Regions from separate parts of the Mus musculus genome. Here region 2 is linked to region 1. The links are chromatin contacts, called in public Hi-C maps. All regions are on one chromosome and are shown on one strand. The core of a region is the stretch at or near the end of the contact, and the rest is flanking DNA. Distances in the headings are between cores, read along the strand shown.

What was found. A called contact is a pair of places that touch in the nucleus more often than the background predicts.
Region 2: a contact with region 1 is called in a Hi-C map of the MNK3 cell line, with 4 times the contacts expected there. The contact joins the enhancer-like site here to the promoter of Inpp1 in region 1. A contact is called at or near these places in 19 of 484 Hi-C or Micro-C datasets (the 3T3-L1 cell line, CD4 T cells, ECoMG myeloid progenitors and 14 more), 1 of 115 datasets of contacts at active chromatin or transcription factors (the HPC-7 cell line) and 2 of 9 other capture datasets (adipose tissue and pancreatic islet).

The regions. Positions count from the first base shown.
Region 1 is chr1:52,813,606-52,821,237 of GRCm38.p6, forward strand. It overlaps Inpp1 (inositol polyphosphate-1-phosphatase), which reads right to left and starts at 4,083. Exons shown (of 6, transcript NM_008384.2): 1 at 3,797-4,083.
Region 2 is chr1:52,859,761-52,867,392 of GRCm38.p6, forward strand. It overlaps Hibch (3-hydroxyisobutyryl-Coenzyme A hydrolase), which reads left to right. Exons shown (of 14, transcript NM_146108.2): 3 at 268-405; 4 at 2,508-2,592; 5 at 5,789-5,869. Among named protein-coding and RNA genes, the nearest start is that of Hibch, 19 kb to the left of the region's middle. Within about 2 kb of position 4,636, at least 9 of the 459 cell types and tissues checked have an H3K27ac peak or open chromatin away from gene starts, as enhancers often do. A contact at or near this core is called in the MNK3 cell line, Th17 cells and granulosa cells, where this site is marked.

The DNA.
Region 1 (7,632 bases), core at 2,833-5,332:
AATTAAGATTTGGTCATTTTAGTTTTCTCCACTGGTTATTTATACCAATGGGAAGCTTAGCATTGTCACATACATTTAAATAGCACTGGTAAAGTTAGCTAAATTAGTTTAAACTTAGATAATTAATTTAAGAGATTTAAAGTATTCAGCTGTAAGCCTGGCATAGTGGCGCTCACCTTTAACCCCAGCACTTGGGAGCAGAGGCAAGTGGATCTCTGAGTTGGAGGCTAGCATGGTCTACACAGCGAGTTCCAGGACAACCAGAGCTACATAGAAAAGCCCTAAATCCAAAAAACAGAAAAAAGAATTTAGTCGCTTAAGGTTAAAACCATCATGCAATTAACCTCCCTTTCTAACAATGGAGGAAGGAAGGAAGGAAGGAAGGAAGGAAGGAAGGAAGGAAGGAAGGAGGGAAGGAAGGAGAAATGGAAAGGAAAATAAATTCGAATACATTCCCCATTGTGATAATCAACCTTAATGAATATTTTTAATTCTATGTTATTTGTTTTTATATAAATGGCTATTTTTATGGTCAAATATAGGTTGTTTTTGGACAGGTTTGTAAGTCATTTCAGCAAAAGCTATAGATAAATTATTTGAAACTGCATGCTGATTTGCTGACTTTCTTCTTTCATCAGAAAGAGGTAACATACATCTACTATGTGATAATATCGGGGCAATGGTTTCCTATGGACTACTGGTCATTGTAAATTAAAGATGCATTTATTAATTATGCATTAATAAGGAGGTCAGGAAGATGGCTCCTTCAGTAACATGTCTGTTGTGCAAGCATGAGGAGCTGGATTCCAATTCCTGGCACACACATAAAAAGCTGGGCACGCCTGTAATTCCAACCCGGGGACGGGAGCAGAGAGCTCCTGGGATCTGTAGCAAGCGTCACTGAATTGGGGAACTCAGGTTCAGTGAGGCCCTGTCTCAAAAATGAAGTTGGAGAATAGTTGAAGATGACCTGAAGTCAACCTCTGGTTTCCATGAATGAGCATACATGTGTGCACACACACTGGAACATTTACATACAAATATACCACACATACACAACAGCAACAATAAAAGATTCAGTAATCAGGACATTCCTATGACCCTAGGACTCTGGGGAGGAAAGAAGACAAAAGAAGGAGAATCAGTTCAAGACCAACCCCAGCTGCCTATTTGAGGCAGCCTGGACTACATAAGACTATCTTTTTTAAAATCCACTCATGGAAAAACTTAATAATATGAAAAGACTCGATTAACATTGTGCATATCATGATGGAAATGAAATCACCAAAATATGTTTACAAGCATACACTTACAACAATCACCAGAATAATAAGATATGTAGATTTCTTAAATGGGCAATATTACATAAATAAATATTATATAAATAAAACCTCAGTTTTATTAAAGAACCTTTTATATAGATGAATCCTGAATGATTCACAGCTATTCACAGTTTGGCAACAGTGCACTCTCACCTGCAGATTTCAGGACTGCCTAGGTATTTGTCATTGCTTATGCTTTTAAAAAGTTACCATCGCTGTCTATTTTAATTGTATTTTTGAAATTATGACTTGTAAAGTACTAAGTTGTGGGGTATGGAGGGAGCTCAGTCAGTAAGGTGGATTCCAAACATGCCTGGGGCCCTGGGATCCGTCCCCAACCTTGCACAATCACCTAGTGTGGTGGCACTCGCCTGTAATGCCAGCACTGGAGAGGGGGAAACAGGAAACTCAAGCTCAAGGCCACCCTCTGCCTCCCAGGGTTTGAGTCCAGTCTGGGACACCTGAGACCCTAACTTTGTAGCTAAACACTGCGACCAAGTTGCAACCAAGTATCTTTTTGTGTAGGTGGTTGTGGTATATGTGCGAGTGCATGCATGCATGGTCCAGTGTTTGTAGATGCCTGTGTGCATGCATTTGGAAGCCCAAAGCTGAAGTTTGGTGTCTCCATTTATTTATTGTAGCAGGGTCTCTCACTGAAGCTGGAGCTCACTACAGCTACCCTAGCTAGTCAGCCTGTCCTAAGAATCCACCTCTGCCTCCCGAATGCTGGTAGTGCTAGATGAAGGCTAGGCCTACCCACCTTTTGTATGGGTTCTTGAGACAGGGACTACTTCTTCAGTGAGCCATGCCCCTCCCCACCTCTGTCTAGCCTTCTACTATTATCTTCCATTGTTAGTAAACAGCTACGTTTAGGAAACACAACTCCATACTAATTGTGAGAAACAGGAAGCAACACTTTTATTTCCAAACTAACCCAGACAAAAGCCCAACATTGAGTCATTCTGAGCTTCTTAGGACACCCTAAGTATTTTAAGGAAGACATTTATACAAGACTCCCACCTGGGGAAAGTCCACATCTGTGCCACTCTTTAAAATGGAAGATGTTTGTTTTTAATTGATTACTTATTTATCTTTTAGGCAGTTTTGGTGTAACATGAAATAGAATAAAGCATCATTTTTCTAATTATTATTCAAGATCGAAGTAAAAGAGGAAATACCTATATAACGATTTACCTTTATTGCTTGTATTTTTATTGGCCTTCTGTGTCTAAAAATAAATTAGAATTTTTTCTCCAATTACTCCAAGTACAAGTATAATCTAAATGTGCAATAATGAACTTCACACTACAGAGTGAGAGTCTAAGGTGCAAGTGGTGGCTTAGTTCAAAAACTTGCAAAGAAGAGTTCTTAGTCTATTCAAAAACTGAAGTGTAACTTTATGTGTCTTACACAGTCTTCTTCATTGCTAAGAATTAACTGCAAAAGTATTATAAAAGTCCTTTAAATGTAAGTTCTTAAGAAAACAGCAAACAGGCACGTGCAGGGGTTAAAATCGGCTTTCCCGTTGCCTGTATTTTCCCTTTCATTCTGTACTTTCAGATGCCTGACTGAGGTCATCTTGCTAGTCCATCAGCCAAAAGTAGTCCCTGGGGTTGTTTTCTTCCTTAGATTGTTACCAGGTGGGTGGACCTAAGTCTTACCATCTGATTAAAACTGGGAATTAAGGGCAAGGAGCCAAAAAAGCAAAGCAAAACAAAACAAAACAGAAAGATTCATTCTGCATGGGATACATATATATTAAGAGTCCTGTCCGCACGGCCTCAAGCCGCAGTCCTTTTGACGCGAACACCCTCACACAGTGGGCAAACTTCCACGTGTTCCGGTCCTAGTTTTAAGGACAGAAATCTCCAAAGTACACACCGCGCTTGTTAACGTGTATTCCCTAGATTTTTCTTTCACACCTCATGTCTGACAGTCCATATGATTTTTACCAAAGCCAGGTTAGATAATTTAGATGACACCCTTCTATGCTGTCCACACCCACTGCCTAGACATGTCTCACAAAACCATACTTCAAAATGTAGAAAAAATATACCCCCGGACTGTTTAGTCTACACCCATCCAATGGGTCTCTAGAGACAGTCAACGTGGATCCACGTTAGAAGCATCTCTCAGGCAAACTGCTCCCCTACTTCTTGACAGCTACGCCACCTACCCGTGGAACCTGGGCCTCTGCTTCTGACCATTCTCAGATCACCTCATTCAACCTAGAGGCTAGTGGTAGGAATGGAAAGAACCGAGCAGAAGAAGCTACTCTGCGGGCGATTGGATTTCTTTCGGTGGCTTCTGCAGAGCTAAGGGGGCGGCGTGATCCGCGAGCTTAGCCTCTCGGTTCGGGGTTCGGGCTCTGTGTGGGTGGGCACGGGCAGGCCGGAGAGGCCTCGATGCAGCGACCCGGTACCTCGCAGGCCCAGGCGCCGAGGCCAGTAGCCTTCGGCCGGAGACCGACTCACCTGCCCTCTGCAGAGGCGATGGAGCGCGCGAGGCTCGCGGGGACCCAAATGCGCGGAGGTGGAGACGCTGGACACCGGGGAGGGGTGGCGAAAGCAGGAAAGCGGATTACCTAAGCGAGGATGCAGAGCCCCAAGGAGGATACAGCCTTTCCCAGAGAAACGGAAGAGGCGGAGGAGGGGCGAGAGAGGAGGAAGGGAGTGCCAACGCCTGGAGGTGGTCGCGCTGGGACCTGGCGCAATCCTCCTGTGGCGGGCACAGCCGGAGGGCAAGCCGCCAGGAAAACACCGGAGGTCACCGCAGCGAAGGCGGGGAGGCGCCCTGCCTCTCTTGGCTCCAGCAGTGCAGCCCAGTTTCTGCCAGGTCCCGGCCCCGCCTCTTTCCCCCGGGGCGGGTGGCCTCTTGCTTCTGGGGCGGGCGAGGGCATCCCACGCCAGCCAGCCTGAGTCTGGCCTCCGCGACGTCACAAGTGAAGCTTTGTCAATTTGCTTGAGAGGGCCAGAAAGGTCAGGGTTGCCTCAACCACAGTTCTTGGTGTGCATTGTTTCTTCAGAAGCACCCAAAAAGTCTTTGAGAATATTCCTCCTCCATTCATTTGAACCCTTGGTGTTATGGGTTTGACAGATGGTTTGAAGCTGTGAAGTTGGACTTCCTGCTAGAATGAGTCCCCCTGTTCTAATAGAAGCGTCTAGGTTCCTACATGTTTGTTTAGTCAAAGCAGTGTCTTCTGGACCTTATTAGTTGTGGGTCAAGGCCCAGCCAGGCAAGAAGCACATGTTGGGTGGGAAACTCATCTCTTGCTGCAACCCTTTTAAACTAATGCTCAGTGTGACTTAAAGATATAGTTGGGAGTGGTAGGTGGAAATAGAAATGGGTGGTGATGGACAAAGGGCAGCAAGGGTAAGAATTTTAAAAAGGGCAACATTCAACTTTGGGATAGAAGGGGCTCAGAGTCTCTGTGAGTGCTCTGGGCCCTTCTGTCCTGGTAAGATTTATCCGGCTTCCCTGTGATTTATTCTGTGGCTGGAACTGGGAAGCACTTCAACAATTCTAGCCTGCAGGCTTTCTCATCAACCTCTCCCCAAGCTCCCATTTATTTATGCGCAGTACTGCGATGGCACCTCACCCACTTCCATTCCCCATCCGCCTTCCATTCACTCACAGGTTCAGTGGATTCAGCCTTCTTTCTCACTTTTACTTTGTTTTGTTTTGTTTTTGGTAAGAGTCTCACTTTATAACCCTTGCTGGCCTCAAATTCGCTATCCTCCTGCTTCTGCCTTCTGGGTGCTGGGAGTACAGATGGGTGCTACCATGCCTAGATCCTCATATTGTCCTTTAGTTCCATTCTCTTAAGTCCATTCTTGGTGTTACAGCTGATATTAATTATGAAATCATATCCATGACAGCAAAATCAAGGAATAATATAAATGTGACATTTACCATAAGGAAATGGGAGTAGATTTGTATCTAGGAGCAGAACTGGGGAGGGGCTAGAGTAGGAGCTATGACTCTAGCCCATTTCTCTGCAGGTGCAGAGACCACCCTACAATACGTATCTCACTGGATCACTTGCTTGCTCTGATCTCTATTAACACTTGGAGCAAACTGCTGGTGATCAAGGCACATTTCCTCCTCCTCACTGTCAACTTTGCCACTCACACTTAGTGACCCTTTTACCAAACCGGATCTAGATGTCAATCCACAAACTTTTAGAATTCCATGTTTATGGCTGCCATTGCTATTGCAGCAGTCTCTTGCAGCTCTAACACACAGCTATAAGAGCTGGATAACTGGTAAGTCTTACCTCATAACTGATGAGATGGCACAGCAGGTAAAAGTGCATGCCACCAAGCCTGATGAACTCACTTGGATTTCTGGTACCCACATGGTGAATAGAGAGGACTGACTCCCCAAAATTGTGCTCTGGCCTCCATTTATGCGCCACAGCACACCTGTGTGCTCACATACACACAGTTATAATCATAAAAAATAATTTTTAATTAGGTATTTATTTCAGTTACATTTCCAATGCTATCCCAAAAGTCCCCCACACGATCCCCCACCCATTCCCACTTCTTGGCCCTGGCGTTCCCCTGTACTGAGGCAGATAAAGTTTGTACGACCAATGGGCCTCTTTTTCCACTGATGGCCGACTAAGGCCATCTTCTGATACATATGCAGCTAGAGACACGAGCTCTGGGGGGTACTGGGTAGTTCATATTGTTGTTCCCCCTATAGGGTTGCAGATCCTTTTAGCTCCTTGGGTACTTTCTCTAGCTCCTCCATTGGGGGCCCTGTGATCCATCCAATAGCTGACTGTGAGCATCCACTTCTGTGTTTGCTAGGCTCCGGCCTAGTCTCACAAGAGACAGCTATATCAGGGTCCTTTCAGCAAAATCTTGCTAGTGTATGCAATGGTGTCAGCGTTTGGAGGCTGATTATGGGATGGATCCCTGGATATGGCAGTCTCTAGATGGTTCATCCTTTCGTCTCAGCTCCAAACTGTGTCTCTGTAACTTCTTCCATGGGTGTTTTGTTCCCAGTTCTAAGAAGGGGCAAAGTGTCCACACTTTGGTCTTCGTTCTTCTTGAGTTTCATGTGTTTAGCAAATTGTATCTTATATCTTGGGTATCCTAGGTTTCTGGGCTAATATCCACTTATCAGTGAGTACATATTGTGTGAGTTCTTTTGTTATTGGGTTACCTCACTCAGGATGATGCCCTCCAGGTCCATCCATTTGCCTAGGAATTTCATAAATTCATTCTTTTTAATAGCTGAATAGTACACCATTGTGTAAATGTACCACATTTTCTGTACCCATTCCTCTGTTGAGGGGTATCTGGGTTCTTTCCAGCTTCTGGCTATTATAAATAAGGCTGCTATGAACATACGAGAGTTGTGGTTATCTTCATTTTATATTTAAAAAAACAACTGCATCATTATTATAAATAGTCATTATAATAAATCTTTATAGTATATTGTAAAGAAATAGTTATAAAAAAATTAAGTTGTAAAGGGGTTAGTTTACTCAAACTTGTAGTAGTGTTTGGTGAGGCTAAGTTTGAACCTAGAAATTTGGCTCTCGTACTCACGTGGTATTACCCAGTCATCATTTAAAAACCTTTCTCAGACTGCATGGTTTAACTGTAAAAATGTTACCCGCCAGCTCACCCATTGGAGCTTTCAGCCTCAGTTTCTGGCACTATTTTCATGAGTTTCAGAACTGTTAGGAGGGAGTGGGGGTGCAGTCTCACTGGGAGAGCAGAGGAGTGAGCGATGGGGTTCCTTCCGAATGTGGAAGAAGTTGGAGCTGTAGACCAGACGAGCCTCAGAACGGTCCATGCAGAGCTTAGCAGGCCTTCTGGTGGGAATGTAGGGGAGCAGAATGCCAATAGAAGGACAGACAGACAGACAGGTCTCAGGAGGTTTTGGTGGGGAAGGGGAGGGAACTGGCCTGGAGGCCATTTGTGTTACAGTTTCACAAAGACTCTAGGCACATTTCCAGCAAATACAAGTGACACTGAATTCAAATGAGTAATTCAAATTCAAAGGATGAATTTATTTTGTGGAGGAAATTTCAGTGCAGCACGGGATTTGTTCTTGTTGCATTTGTCTAGATTTGCACTGAGAGCTCTTAGCAGAAAGTGAAGCAGAACCATGTAAAGATATGCATTTGGGCCAGGAAAGGAGGGAGAGTAAATTTACAATCATGAACAAAGTCACTGCTGGAAATGCTGCTGCCTGTTAACAATGAGTGACACAGCTAAGAGAGAACTTCCTTGCTCCCTGCTGCAAGAGGAGTCGCTCCTCCAGTACAAGACAGCACTTCATTGAAAGC
Region 2 (7,632 bases), core at 3,386-5,885, 47 kb after region 1:
GGGGGGAGGGTATAAGGGACTTTTGGGATAGCATTTGAAATGTAAATGAAGAAAATATCTAATAAAAAATGAAAAAAAAAGATATTAAAAATTTTGGAGGTGTGCATGGTTTGCTTGGAGACTCCTCCATGTGTTTAATCTGAGAAGCCTTTGTTGGGCATCTCTAGGTAGACACTCCTCTAGTTATGCTTGAAAGATGTGCACTTGGTGTGTGTTTTGCTGTGGGTGTATGATGAACCTTAATGAAGTTATTCCTTGTTCACTTAGAGAATGTCCATGCACACAGAAGCTGCAGAAGTGCTGCTGGAGAGGAGAGGCTGTGGAGGCGTCATAACGCTCAACAGACCCAAGTTCCTCAACGCACTGAGTCTGAATATGATCCGGCAGATCTATCCACAGCTAAAGGTCTGCAATAGTCTGAATGCATCAGGTCAAGCCTTCTGAAGTCCATTGTAGGAGAACATTCCTGGTATTTCACTGTAGGACCCTGCTACATCAGCACCAATGATGCTTTCCCGTGGAATCTATTCCACTTACTGTCTTAGGAGACACCTTTTCCTTCACTTAGCTCTTACATGTTTCTCTTTGTGTTCTGCCACATCTTCATCTCACTGATCTTTTAGACAGAGTTCCTAGAGATCAGTGTACTGAATGAAAAGAAGAAAGAAAAAGGAAGGACATGACTGTCCCTAGGTATGGTGTACAAGAAGGTTTACTGTAGATAAATGGGCTATCAGAGCCAGAGGCAGGATATTTGGGAGAATCCAGGAGACTAACAGAGTAAAGGGGAGACAAAAATGGGCAGGGTAACTAAAATGGCTGCATTAAATGGGAAAGGTCAGCTGGAGGAAGGACAGTCCAGGGCCTACCTAGCCTAGAGAAATTTAGGTTAGAGGACAGAGTATGCCAGCCACACCCTGTAACAGGACTGAAGGATGCTGGGAGAACCTGGCAGCTATGTCCTCATTCATAATTTAAAGAGGCACCTCAGTTAGCCATTTGTCCTAGGTTTGAGACCTAACATACCTAGGTTTGAGACCTCATACATCATGAGTCTGATCTGCTTCTTCATGACAGCCTTTTGGATTGAAGACAACTTTGTCTTTCCATTTTTTTTTTAAACAGAGTCTAGCTAGGCAGCCCAGGCTGGACTCAAAATCTTCTTGCCTGTGCCTCCTCCTTGCTGGGACTGGCGTTTGTACTTCCATGCCCCAGGACTCAGCCGTCTTACATTGCTTGGCCAACTCCCTCTTTCTTTGCTGCTTGGCACCCCTTATTCCTCCTAGCCCCTCGTCCTTTATATTTCTTAGCCATCCTTAAATCCTTAGGTAGGCTTTTAAAGTGAAATGCTTGGGACATTAGAAAAGTATAGGGCTAAAAGTCAGGCATGTATTAAAAACTTGGATTTCTGCATATTAACTCTGTAGGCTGGGCATGATAATCTCTGTACCCCAGCATTCCTCAGCTGGGAGAAATGAGAATGATGGTCTATCTCTCTGCCACTGATCTGCACCCCACACTCTTATTGTGCTGACTTTATTACTTGACCTCATGAAACTCCCATCACCCTCAAATTTAAAAAACTTTGTAAGAACTTGTCTGTGTAAGAACTTTTTTTGGTATAACAGAGTCCTGTCTTGCATGGGAGAAAGACTATTGGTGCACAACATACCAGCATTCTTTGGGTTGATTTGTTCTCTAGACTCATAAATGTATATGACACAGTGCCATTAGGCACTTATTTATTTATCTTTTCTTAAAACTCTGACAAAGTTTGGAGCTGAGACGAAAGGATGGACCATCTAGAGACTGCCATATCCAGGGATCCACCCCATAATCAGCTTCCAAACGCTGACACCATTGCATACACTAGCAAGACTTTATCGAAAGGACCCAGATGTAGCTGTCTCTTGTGAGACTATGCCGGGGCCTAGCAAACACAGAAGTGGATGCTCACAGTCAGCTCTTGGATGGATCACAGGGCTCCCAATGGAAGAGCTAGAGAAAGTACCCAAGGAGCTAAAGGGATCTGCAACCCTATAGGTGGAACAACATTATGAACTAACCAGTACCCTGGAGCTCTTGACTCTAGCTGCATATGTATCAAAAGATGGCCTAGTCAGCCATCACTGGAAAGAGAGGCCCATTGGACACGCAAACTGTATATGCCCCAGTACAGGGGAACGCCAGGGCCAAAAAAATGGGAATGGGTGGGTAGGGAAGTGGGGGGGAGGGTATGGGGGACTTTTGGGATAGCATTGGAAATGTAATTGAGGAAAATATGTAATAAAAAATATTAAAAAAAAGCTCTGATAGAAATTTCTGGGATATATTCCAGTCTGTACTTAGAAAATGAAATGAAATGAAATGAAATTGGTGGGACCCATTCCTCTGCGAGTGTTTTATGAAGGTCACATATGTGCACACAGATGTATATGAATGTATTTTAAGTGAGCTTATATTTACTATGCTCTCAAAAGCCATTATCGTCTCTTATGTTTGGGTAGACATGGGAACAAGACCCTGACACATTCCTGATCATCATAAAGGGAGCCGGAGGAAAGGCCTTCTGTGCTGGAGGGGACATCAAAGGTAAAACGCCTGCCCACTGTAAACTCTTACCTCACTACAACTAATACATATGGAAGTGCTTGAGATAGTTTTTGTTTAGTTTGCTTTTTAGAATTGTTTGTTGTATGTTAACAATTTTTTACAAGTTAAAGTTTAAAATATGGAGAATTTGTTACCATTCGAATGGGGATTTTATTTTATTACAAATGTCCAGTGCTGAAGTTTAGATATTTTGTTCTTCTCTTGTGACATGTGTCCCGCCCCTAGTATCACCAACATCACCGCCATGTGAAGGACTTACTGTTTTCCAAACCCGCTGTGTGCAGACTCTGTTACTTTCCTACCTCTCACAATTCAGAGCAGGAATCTTGCGTGAACAGAGTTAGAGTTAGAGTCTATTGTGTTAATACTATAATATGATTAAACACACATAAATGAAGATTTGCTTTTTTTTAATTATTGCTCAATTCAGTTTACGTATTTAACTAAAATGATAAGTATTTGTTCTCGAGAGAGAGTTTATGAACTCACTGCTGTCACTGTGGTTGTCCCGCTGAAAGGAATTTTTGCAGTATGTTCCTTCTTACGGAGTTGCTACGGCTAGGGGATTTTCTTCGTTTTTGTTCTAATTTTATGTAATTTTAAAATTATGTATGAATTTGCTTGATTATTAAAAGACAACCTTTGTTCACCAAATTTACAAGTTTATGTAAACCACTGCATTATGAGTAGGAAGGAAACCCATGTAGCGTCAGGATCGGAGTCACATGATCACTCAGATTAAAGTAACTGCAAGTTAAAATTGCTTCATGATGGAAAACTTAATTGCTTAAAGCGATGTGTTAACCGAATTGTGGTTTTGCCTACAACATGAATTCTTTAGGTGTGTATGCATTATACATACATCTGTGCCTGTGTGTGCATGTGTGTGACTGTGTGTATGTGTGTGTGCCTGTGTACTTATGACTGTGTATATGAATGCTGGAATACCTGTGACTGCATACACATGTGATATAAAATGTGTGTGTGTGCACGTGTATATCTATAACTGTATGTGTGTGAGACTGTGTGTGTGCATGTTCCTGTGTACCTGTATGTGTGTGCATGAGATACTGTGTGTGTGAGAGAGACTTTGTGTGAATGTGTGACTATGTACCTGTATGTGTGGCACATGTTTGTCTGTGTGCGTACCTGTATGCCTTTGCCTATGTGTGTGTGCACCAAATGCCTGTGCCTGTGTGTGTTATACTTGTGTTTGTGGTGTGTGTGTATACATATGTACAACTGCATGTACACTAAGAGTCAAACCTGAGTCTCATACATGCCTGTGCTCAATCTCTTAATGAGTGTACCATGAATATTGTAAAATTATTGTTCATTTCCCCCAGGGGGCCTTTTCTTTAGAGTAGGGCTACAATCTTGTCAGGCTCCTTATTGGAACACCAAATGCTTTGATTGAGGTTAGCTGCTTTGAGTTGTGAGCAGTTTTTGAAAATGAGTTGTTCTAGTTTGAGTCACTGTTCTGTGATGAAACGCTGTTACCAAAACAACTTACAGGAGGAAGGGCTTATTTTAGCCTATGGTTCTGGGGGAGAGTCTGAGACAGGGAGGAATGGTAGTAGGCAGCCAGAGCAGGGCACTGAGAGAGCTGGGGTTATCTCCATCTTTAAGTGGGGTGAGGCTGTCCCAGTGATTATAACTCTCAGGCCCTCTCCAAACAGCACCACAACCCATGGCCAAGTGTTCAGATAGCTGAGCCTACTGGGGACATTTCTAACATAAATACCACCCACAACTGACTTTATAGTCTTCTTTAGACACAGTAGAAGTTCCATAATTGTTCTAGCGTATATGTACAAAACAATGCATGTGATTTCTAGAAAATTCTACAATAAGTAGATACTTTAAAGGTGAATGTAATTTAATTTTAATTTATATGTAACTAGGTGATTTATATAAAATTAGCTTAAAATAAAATTAGAAGGAACCCTGAGGAAGTTTGGGGGTGAAGTTAGAGTCTGAGAGTTGGTAGGGAAGCCTTTAGCTCAGCAAAGGGCAACAGATAAGGGTTTTCCCCTTCAGGAACTATCCCTCATTTGCATCATAATAGCAGTCTCAACAGATCTTTCTTAGGAGACTCTAGTTGGCCCTTGGTGTCTGACATTCTGCCTTATGGATTCAACTTACTATAGATGGGAAATATTTGGGAAAAATTTTGTACCAAATAGGTACAACCTTTTTGTCTTCTCTTTCTCCTCTAGATGCCATGTGGCAACAGTTTACGCTAGGTGTTATAGATCACCTAAAGGAGACTCACAGTGCATAGTATGATACCATCCCCTCCAAGAAACTTGGGCATCTGTGGATTTTGGTGCCTGGGTCAGTTAGTATGCCACAGTGGCCACAGAATTTGGAGTGATACTTACATGTACTGTCCTCTTAAATGACACAAACATTGGATCAGGTACAGGGAAGTGGCTGTGAAACTTCCATGCTCTCTTGGCTGTGTGAAACTTCCTCATGGGGATCTATTAAATCTCGAATTTCAGAGCTCAGAGCAAAGCACAAACATAAACCAATGGCATTGTTCAGGATATATTCTCTTGATAAATTATCTGTAATTATTCTGGAGCCTTTGGATTTTCTGAAGACTTCATTATGTAAGCATGAGTTTAACTTAGAATGACATGCAGAAATGTGATTGGTGAATAGGTCTAAGCTAATGCAAGTAACCAAGTGGGACACTGCTTCCTCTGCTCATTTTTTTCCTCTGAAGTCTGGAAGAGGACTCTTCAAATGAGGGTCTTGTGATACAGGTCAGAATGTCTCTATAACCAGCTCTAAGTAGTGGGAGGGAAAGAACAGAGACTGTGACCTGCTTTGAGCAGAGAGGTTCTAGTGTTTGTGACCTACTTTGAAAAGGGACTTAAGGAGCCAGAAACTGTGGGTGAAAGATCAGATTGTGTGTGTGTGTGTGTGTGTGTGTGTGTGTGATGTACTTACAAAAGAATTTTTCTTTGAAAATTTGACATTGGATCATGGGTCTCTGCCAAAGGGTAATGTGTCACCAACATGGGTAACTTCAAACATTAAAGCCATCTGACAGTTCCCCTGCTTTCAGCACTTAATGATATCTGAGACTGTATTGACCAGAAGCCGTCTTTATGATTTGTAGTTGCTCTTGCCTTCATTTTCTTCTCTTTTCCTCCTTCCTTAGCACTCTCAGAAGCTAAAAAAGCAAGACAGAATTTAACTCAAGATTTATTCAGAGAAGAATACATCTTGAACAATGCAATTGGTATGTGTGTGATCTGCTCTGAGCTTTGAACATGGAATCCAGAGATGGAACGGCACTGTAGTCTGTTAAAATGCAACCAATAGGCACTCTTTATGGAAACATTCCTACTGATCATACTGATAAAATTATTTTCTTTGTTATAGAATAATTATATTGTCTTTGTTAAAATCAATTGAAAATATGGATTCTTGATCATTTAGTTAGCTTTTTCAGAAGACAAGAAAACTTGGGTCCCAGGTTTCTAAACAAAATAAAGTACCATTTTCTATTTCTCTGGGAACTCTGGAGTGGAAATTTCTAGAGTCAGAGTTCTAGGTTTCTATGCAAGTCAAGTGACATTTACTTTAGCCAAACATGTTTTGAAAAGTTAAATTAATACAACATTTGTATCCATAAGTCTAGACATAGTAGCAATATTCTGATTTTGCATCAAGTTGTAAGTTATGGTTCGGTCTCCTTTGTGGTTTTCTAGCTTAGGGTCACAGTTCACTGTTCAGAATTGGTGTTGACTCCTGTACTTCTGTACTGTCCGTTATTGTCAATATTCCCATGTTATCTAGTCTACGGTTATACATAAGAGGAACTTTCTGGTTTTTACTGATAGAGATGGCTGAGCCCTTGTATTTTGTACTCTAGAGACCAATTGTTGGTTTACTTAGAAATAAATATGGAATGGATATGTTATATAACTTTGTTTCCAAAATTTCCCAGAGACTTTTTTTTTTTGTACACATCTTTTGTCTTGACTACCCTTGGATTTTTCTCTTTTAACTTAAGAATTGTTTTGCCTAATTATACAAAAATTTCTATAGAAACCTGGGAATATGTAATCCAGAGGCCTCAAGTTTAATCCCTAGGCTTGGGATGACAGGTAGGCAGGCAGGCAGGCAGACAGACAGACAGACAGATGTTCAGAAGAGGACTGAATATACAAGAATGAGTGACTATGAGAAAGAAAGTAAGAATAGCTGGTTAGCAGCTGTGCAAGTGCAGACTGGAAAGACAGCAACTTGTTCCACACTATCAAGGAGAACTGGCAGCTTTCATAGTAGTCTTTGCATGAATCTTTGTGGAGTTATAATTTATAGTATAATACCATACATGCTCAATTGTTTTTAGAAGATTAACAAGTTGTACAGCTGCATGTGTGTTGTCCATTTCAAGAGCCACTGAACTTTTGAAATGTGGCTAATGTAACCAAGAAACTAAATTTTAAATGTGGATATGTTGTGTGAAGTTTTAGCTACTCCACTTTATGCTTCTTACTGGATATGTTTCCAGCCACCTGCCCAGCAACTCTTTGGTTCCGTGAATGAAAGACACACAGACACACACGCACACACACACCCCTCAGTTAATCTTAATATGCTGAGACTGGCTCAAGGCTGGGCAGTTTTAATTATCTGCCCAGCTATTATAGATTTCCCTCTGGTACTCATGACTCACCTCCTTATGATCTATCTTTGCTGCCTAAGACACTTCTGAGCAGCCCTTCCAGGGGCTGCATTCCTTCTTACCTACATTTTAGATGATCTTCCCTCTGCAGCTCTAAATCTGATCCCGTCTTCCCCGCCCTACACACAGTTAAGGAGATCTCATCTCCTCCTTTCTGCTGTGCTAGTCCCCATAACTCTTAAGGGTCCAGCACCGTCTCTCTGCCCAGCCATTGGCCACTGGATTCTTTATTGATCAATCAAAAAGCAATTAGGGACAAGTACCTTCAGCGTTTGGACACGCAGATTCATGATTGAATCAAAGCATTA